Regions from separate parts of the Mus musculus genome. Here region 1 is linked to region 2. A link is a contact called in public Hi-C data. All regions are on one chromosome and are shown on one strand. Each heading gives the region's core, a stretch centred on a gene start, on an enhancer-like site or on the middle of the called end of the contact. The rest is flanking DNA. Distances are from core to core; before and after follow the strand shown.

Region 1 (3,788 bases), core at 1,114-3,613, 350 kb after region 2:
CTGGCACCTCTCAGGCGGTAGTCTCCAACAGGAACCCTGGCCAAGCACAGGGGACCAGGAGAGAGGAGGCAGGAGGGTGAAGGGTAGAGATGATCACGGGAATGAGGACGTGAAGGAGACTGGGTTAATACAGGGACATGGAAACTGGAAAAAGTGCCTAGGAATATGGGGTGCTGGGGATGCACCTTGATGCACAAAGCCCTGAATTCCTATCCCTGGCACCCAGGTAAAAGCTGGGTGAGTATGTAGGCCCACCTGCAATCCCAGCACTCAAAAGGCAGAGACAACAGGGACTCCCTGGAGCAAGCTGGCTAGCAAGACTAGCCACCAGGTGATCACAGTCTCAGTGAGAGACCATGCCTCAGTGAATAAGGTGGGGTACAGTAAAAGGAACAACCAAGGTCCACTTCTGGCCTCCACATACACACATGTGCCCACACACGTGCAAACACACACACACGCTCGCATCTATACCATACACATAGAGAACAAGGAAGAAGGGAGAACAAATGGTGGCTTAAAAAAAAAAAAAAAAAAGGCAGTTGCTCCTGTCCGCTCCAAACGGAAGAGGAAGGCCTGATGGGCAGAAATAACGGATGGCGGATTTCTGCTCAGGATGAGGAAGAACATTCCAAAGATAAATGCTACTTAAAACTGGATGGACTGCTTATGGAAGGCAATAAAGTCCCCAGCTAGATGGCCTATGAATGAGGCCAAGCCAAAATCCAGGCGACGTGAGGAAGGAGCCTAGGATAGATCAGAAACTCCTCACCTTCCGTATTCCAAAGGCCAGTAACACATCTTCCCACTTGCCCTATAAAGTTCTCAGATGTCATTCTCATTGCCCCAGAACAGGCATCTTATCACCAAAGAGGCAGAGAAACCACCAACACCGAACAAATTGAACTCTATAAAAACTACCTATGGCTTCCAGCGCTGGAAGCTACAGGAGACACTAATCACAGCCCCACCCATCTTACTCAATGCTGTAGTCCCAGGGTCCAGCATTTAGTAGACACTCAATAAATATTTGCCCTATGAATGGCAAATGAGCGTGCTCACTTAATTTATAAAACCCTGGCTTCCATGGAGTCAGACAACTTCTCTGCCCCATCATTAATGGACAGTTATTGACATCTTTGGCTGTTCCTGGCACTGAAACATGGCCCAGTAAGGGCATTAGCTTCCCACAATCCACTCTCTGAGGACTGGGAGAAACAATGCCTGTGTCTATATTGTTTTGGGGTTTACAAAGCCTGTCTCCTGCATACTCTCACTAAGTTCCCTTCACAATAAAATAGTAAATACCATCAATTTCAACTGGAGAAGCCAAGGAACCACGCCCTTACCAAAGCTGACCGGAGAGGGTTGGTTGGGTAAAAACACAGACCCAGCTTTCCACTGCTGGATGACCACTGCTTCCATTCACCTCAGTGTCTCCCAGGAAAGGTACAACCGGATCCTCCACTATACCTCCGGGAAGTCAGAAAGGTCTGTGTTAGACACAGAACCAAACACACAGGCCTCCACAGCACGGGCTGCTATAGCAATGCTGGAATTTGCAGACAGGGCCTTTGTGGGGAAAGCAGAGATTGGAGATGCCCACGGCTTCCGTTAGCAGCAAGCCAAGAGCCTTTGTTTGCCTTTACCTCACCATCTGTCCCCAGACCTGCTAGTGCTGGTGAGTGAGATCAGGAGCCCCGCTGGCTGTTATGAATTTGGTCTTAGGTCTGCCCAAATGCACAGAAAAAAAACCCTCCTCAGAGGAATGATGACGCGGGAAACCAGGAACAGGCACTTAGGAACAGGCACTTTCCTTCCCTTCTGCATTTGAACCGGGTTACCTGGGGCCACGGAGGAACTTTTTCAGCCTAAAACTAACTGGTTGTTCAGAAAAACAAACAGTACATGATTAAACAAATCCAGGGGAGGGGGGCAAGAAACAGCAAAAACTATTTTCACAGACTTAACCAATCAATTCAGTATATACATGTATGAGAACATACACACTTAAGTGTACATGTGTGTACTTACAGATAATGTACATATCTAGGGTATAAAGTAGACTTGAATGCTATTGGTACCTCTTTTCCAGAGTGTGACTAGATCAGGGTCCAAAGCGCTTAGTAACGAACACCCAGCACTGGATCTATGTCACTGATAATTTCTCGGCCAAACTAATATTCACAGGCCAAAGCACAGCAGAGCATCTCTGCATGGCAGGGTCAAGGTGCCAGAAGCATCCTTAGCAGATGGCAGAGGCAGGTGTGTATGGGCGGCAAGAGAGGCTGATCCAGCATCATGATCATTACTGCATTTCCTAGCAACACCATGCTGGAGATGTTGTCTGAGTACCACACAGAAACTCAGGAGACAGCAAGCCCAGGCTTGTTCAAATCAAAACAAAGATTGAGGAGACCCAGCTGGTCCACGGAACACATGGAAAAACACAGCGTTGGTTCTGAATACGACAAGTTCCACACTCCCAAGAATTTGAGGGGAGAACTGCGGCATTCCACGTACAGGAGTATAAAAGGCCAGTATCGGACTTTTTCAGAAAGGCATTTGCCCAGAGAAAGGATCAGTGAAGAGCAGGGCCCTGCAGAGAGCACATCAGGGGTTCTGACGGTACACTAGCTGGAATCAGAACACGCCCACCACATCATCATTCAACCAACACAGGATGCATTGGATTTGAAACTCGGCTCAACTTGGTCCACCCACATTTAAAAGCCACATCTCATTGCTGGCCATTATTTTGAGCATGAGGTAGAAAGGCAAATATGCCCTGCTTCTCACCTCTCAAAGGAAAGGCATTGCCTTTTCTATGTGGTCACTGAGAGACCAGGTAAGCTAACATCAGTGAGACACACTGCACACGGTAAGAACTCAGTGCATGTCAGTTGTTACTCAACTGGTAATGACAGTGCCCAAAGGTCAGAGTCTAGATTCCCTTTTTTTTTTAAATTATGAGATATTCTCCCTCTGGAAAATACCAAGACCTTGGGATACATTCAATTCTGATCTACCCAGCCCATCTCACGTCATCCACCTTGTCGTTCATATTTAAAACACTCCGAATCCCATTCTTTAAAATGAGATTAAGGCATCTCTACAAAGCACGTCCCTTGGTAGCTCTTTCAACAAGCATCAGCTGGGAGTGAATGTCCTGCATTTGTTCTTTATGTAAAAAGTGTCTTTTCATCCTGACTCATAAAGGAGAGCCCAGCTGAGCTCAGAACTCAAGTTTGAAACTCGCTTGAACACTTTAATATATGTCCTGTTCTACGGCCCCTGCTATGCTGGGAAAGGGTTGTTGTCTGTGGGGAGAGAATCCACCTATTTTATTATGACCTCCTTTTAGTGTCCGAGTTGTTTTCCACACTGGTAGGTATACTGCTAATCATGCCCTCCATATTCAGTGCACTCTTACAATCTAGAAATTGGTACCTTTCCTAAATTTTGAAATACTTTTGGCACTGGCATTTACAGCAATGCCTTTACATCACTCCCAATACTGCGCAGGAGTCTTTGGAAAGAGGCAATGAATCTTCGCCTTCTTTCCTTAAACTCTCTCAGTTGCTTTCCCATAAGTGCACCATTTATCTCTTTGCTGTTTGTTCTGGGCAATTTCCTTGGATCTACCTTCTAATACACTGATTTCATCTTCTGCGATGTTTAACCCAGCCATTAAGTTATTTACTGAAACATGTTCAGTTCTAGAAACGGGGGGGGGGGGGGTTCCTTTTTAAAAATCTTCTCATTTTTGGTTTTTTGTTTGTTTCTCA
Region 2 (3,835 bases), core at 130-2,629:
GGGAACTGACCAACGGAGGAAATGCAGGGGATACTTCCAAAAGCACAACCATTAGCGGAAGCATCCAGGAGGCAGAAAGAAAGCAACACAGTTACAGTAAATACTTGGCCATGCAAAGATAATGACCAGGGCTATCAACAGTGTTGCGCCCGCCGTGCCTCAGACCAGCATAGGGAAGTCACACAGTTACAGACCTCAGTGAGCCTAGGAAGAAGCACCTAGGCTCCTTAGAAGCCAGCATTTTCCCCTTTGCAGCTGCCTGACCCCTAGACTGGAAGGGGACAGTGATTCTCTACAAAATTAGCACTGTCTCCCCCCTAGGTCAGCCACACTTCCATTCTGGGACAGGGGACTTGAAGGGATGGAGAGCACCAGTGTGGCCATCAAGAGGGTTGGAAAGCCCAAATATGTACAGAAAAATTGAGCTGATCTGTGTATTACTTTACAGAGCAGGAACCTGGGGCTCAAGAGAGGGGAGTGAGGGGCTGTCAGAGGACACTGAGCTGATTCATGTTGAAGTCAAAACCAGAAACCAGGGCTCCCGGCCTGCTCTTGGGGACTTGTCATGGGCCTCTTGCTCTGTCTCATCTGGCAGGAAGAATGGATGTTAGGGTCCAGGGATGCACACCTCAGGAAGAGCTGGTGTATGCCTGCTGTTAGGCTATAATCCCTTCGAAAGCAAATGACCGGAACCTGAGCTTTCCTCCTGAAAATGGTGAGATCATTCTGCCACTCTGGGAGAGTTTGTTGAGGATTAAAGATAGGGCAATTGAGATGAGTTTAATTAATCATGGCTGTCAGTCATAATACTAAGCAACAACAACAACAGTGGACACTGGACACTCTACCGGGCAATGCAAAAACAAAGTGGATGACGTAAAGAATCCTTGTGTCTCACAAGGCAGCAGGAATGTAAATTCTTAGTTATGATGGCAGATGTCTCAGAGTAATCCCTAAGAATGACTGTAGCTGCCTGGACCTTTGGGGGTTTTTCAAATGCATCCATGCCTGCTGTCTTCTTAGCAGAAAATATTCGAGTGCTAACAGAAACTTACCCAGGGCACGGTCTCATCCTGGGAACGCTTAAGGCCTCGTGAGAAGAATGCCAAAAGTCTCAGACCTTGGCTAACATGAAGATTTACACAGAACAGGAAAAAGAAGGCTGTTCTACTCCATTGGGCCTCCTGAATATTTTTTCTTTTGAAACAAGGTCTGTCTATAGCTTCAAATCCTCAACCCCCCTGTCTCAGTCTCTCATGTGTACCACTACACCATGCTTGCTTGCTTGGTTGGTTTGTTTACCTTAAGCTGAGCCATGGCTGTGCTGGAGATGGTGTTCTGCTCTTTTAGCCTGATCTCTCTCATGTCAAAAAAGCTATTTGTGACCACCATCTGGGCTTCACGGTGGGCCATCTGGCTTTGCCAGCTAATCAGTGAGGTCAAGCTGACATCTTGGAAGACGTCTACGGCAGATTTCTGTGTTTTAACTAGAAAGAGATTTAGATTCTATGAACCAGGAACAAGGCAATGTGCGGCTTCAGCTCCACTTTGGCTTTAAGTAGATTACAGTCTAAGTGCATTTTTCAATATGCAACAATTGGGTTAGTGCAATGACAAATGTCCTTCCCAATGATTGCCAGAGCAATATGCCATTTCCATTAGGGGTGAAGTTTCCTGGCCAGATTAAGACATGGAAAATAATTTTTGGTTATCAACAATTCCCTCCAGTCTTACTGATCAGATTAAATTTAGCTACGGAAAAGAGGAATTTACAAATTAGATGCTGTTCTCTGTTTATTACCACAATGGTTGCTTTCCACTCCATCCAGGAGGTATAGTGGAGATCTCATTAGGTCTCAGCTGGCGATAACCCTCACTCCATCCATCAATCTCCTTTGCGAGCCAGTGAATGAACTGAGCATTTATGCTAAGGAGCACCCTTTGAATGAAGCTAGATCAGCCTTTCTAGCCTTAAACGCCTTTAGTGTTCTGGACCCAAAGAAGCCTCAGGCCATTTATCCTCACCAGCCTCTTACTCATTTGCAGACTGCTATCCTTGGCTGGCTGGCTAGTGGTGTTCCTGAGACAGAGGGAAAAGGGAGAGCTACGGAGAAAGAATGGTGGGAGAGGAGGTTTAAAGTGAAATCTCAGACCAGGCTTTCCATGCAGAGAAGTCAGGCTGCGCGTTGGGTTTTTGGAAGAAGAGTGGCTTTGGGGGCTACAAACTGTCATGTGGGAGGCTCCATATAATCCCAGAAGCCTAGCAATGGCAGGATTCTAGACTTTCTTGATTGCCTTAGGGGTCTGATAGAGTAGAATGACCACTCCCCATCTGACCAAGACATCTAAGGCTAAAACTTAGTATATACATGTCCTAAGAGCACTGGAGCCGATCACCAGAGCTAGAAGGTTTAGTTTGTTTGTAACAGCTCATCTTCCCTCCCCCACCCTTTGACCCCCCATTGGACAACTCAGGGAGTATGGGAGAGGCAAGTAGCAGATTAATTATTGAGTGGGGCCTGAGGGGACAAGTTTCTGGTTCCCTCAGCCTCTCTAGTCTTATCCCAACACAGTGTTGGTGCCTACAATTCTAAAAATCCTGTTAGAAGATGAAGATGGAGATATCAACTGTCCAAGCTCTCTTCAGTGACGGGGTCGGGCCTGAGAGTATCTCCCCGGGATGGGGGTTACTCTTGCATTGCTGTATTCTCAGCTCCTTGTCGATGGAAGAGGACTTCACAGAACTTGAATTGACGGGACTGTAGAAATCATAGATAAAAATGACTCTACACCTCTCACAGGCTCCACACAAAGTGATGCAGTTGCAATAAAGCTTGGGGTCTTCCTGGGGGGAAACATGGGCACTCTGCCTCATCGACAGCAGCTGAGCCTAACTTCCTATTACATGCAGAAGGGCAGAGTAAGCTGGGGCCCTGGCTGCAAGGATCCTCTGCCACTAACTGACTTACACATCTAGAACCTCTCCATCCTTCGCCTCTGCTGGACACAGAAGACTCCTACCATATCTGCAGCCAGTTGACCTCAGTGAACACTAATGGATACTGGGAGATGCTAATGAACACTCGGATGAGAAATGGGCCCTGGATTTCTTTTTGTCCTGTGTCTGGTGTTGTCACGCATGTGTGCATATGTGAGTGTGTGCGTGATATATATATATATATATATATATATATATATATATACATATATATGAGAGAGAGAGAGAGTAAGAGGACTGTTAACACAGTAGCGGGATTTCACAGTTGCATCACATGACTCCTGTGAGTCGCCCGTGAGCTGAGTGGGACCTGCCAATGTGTACCCAGGGATGGAGGAGGGCCACAGAAGCGTTTCTCCTACCACCAGTCTGACAAGCTGACGCGTCTCCCTACTTCAAGACTAAGCAATGGAGGAACCAGAATCTCTCCAGAGATCTGAGCCTGATGTGTCCTTAGAGCAGAGCATCCACACCAATGGTAATGTGCTTTGTGCATCAGCAATAGTCTTTGATGGATACCTTGGAGAGGAGTGCTCACTGAAGCCTAGAGGAAGGTTAGAAGCAGCCAGTGGGATGGTGAGATCTCATTGTTGCCCTAGAGGAACTTGGGGACCAAGAAAGCTGCCTCACATGGAAGCCACACAAACCCCTTTCTTACTTTTTTTCCCCCTGTGTGGTCTTAGGATGGCTTTTGCATCCTTGGTCAAGGCTATGAGCAGTTGCTGTGGCAAGGTCTAGTGCCACCACGGCTACGGATGGGACACAGGGACTGGGATCCACCTGGATGTTTCACAGACCTCTGTCGTGGTAGAGACATGAGATGACCCCTGATCATAA

What was found. Hi-C and Micro-C count contacts between places; a contact is called where the count stands out from the background.
Region 1: a contact with region 2 is called in a Hi-C map of cerebellar granule neurons, with 3 times the contacts expected there. The contact joins two enhancer-like sites. A contact is called at or near these places in 2 of 484 Hi-C or Micro-C datasets (cerebellar granule neurons and embryonic stem cells) and 1 of 115 datasets of contacts at active chromatin or transcription factors (astrocytes).

What each region holds. Positions count from the first base shown.
Region 1 is chr6:119,077,463-119,081,250 of GRCm38.p6, forward strand. The region is part of intron 1 of Cacna1c (calcium channel, voltage-dependent, L type, alpha 1C subunit); the gene reads right to left. Among named protein-coding and RNA genes, the nearest start is that of Cacna1c, 29 kb to the right of the region's middle. Within about 2 kb of position 2,364, at least 20 of the 459 cell types and tissues checked have an H3K27ac peak or open chromatin away from gene starts, as enhancers often do. A contact at or near this core is called in cerebellar granule neurons, where this site is marked.
Region 2 is chr6:118,723,717-118,727,551 of GRCm38.p6, forward strand. All of the region lies in intron 9 of Cacna1c (calcium channel, voltage-dependent, L type, alpha 1C subunit), which reads right to left. Among named protein-coding and RNA genes, the nearest start is that of 1700080F18Rik, 110 kb to the right of the region's middle. Within about 2 kb of position 1,380, at least 7 of the 459 cell types and tissues checked have an H3K27ac peak or open chromatin away from gene starts, as enhancers often do. A contact at or near this core is called in cerebellar granule neurons, where this site is marked.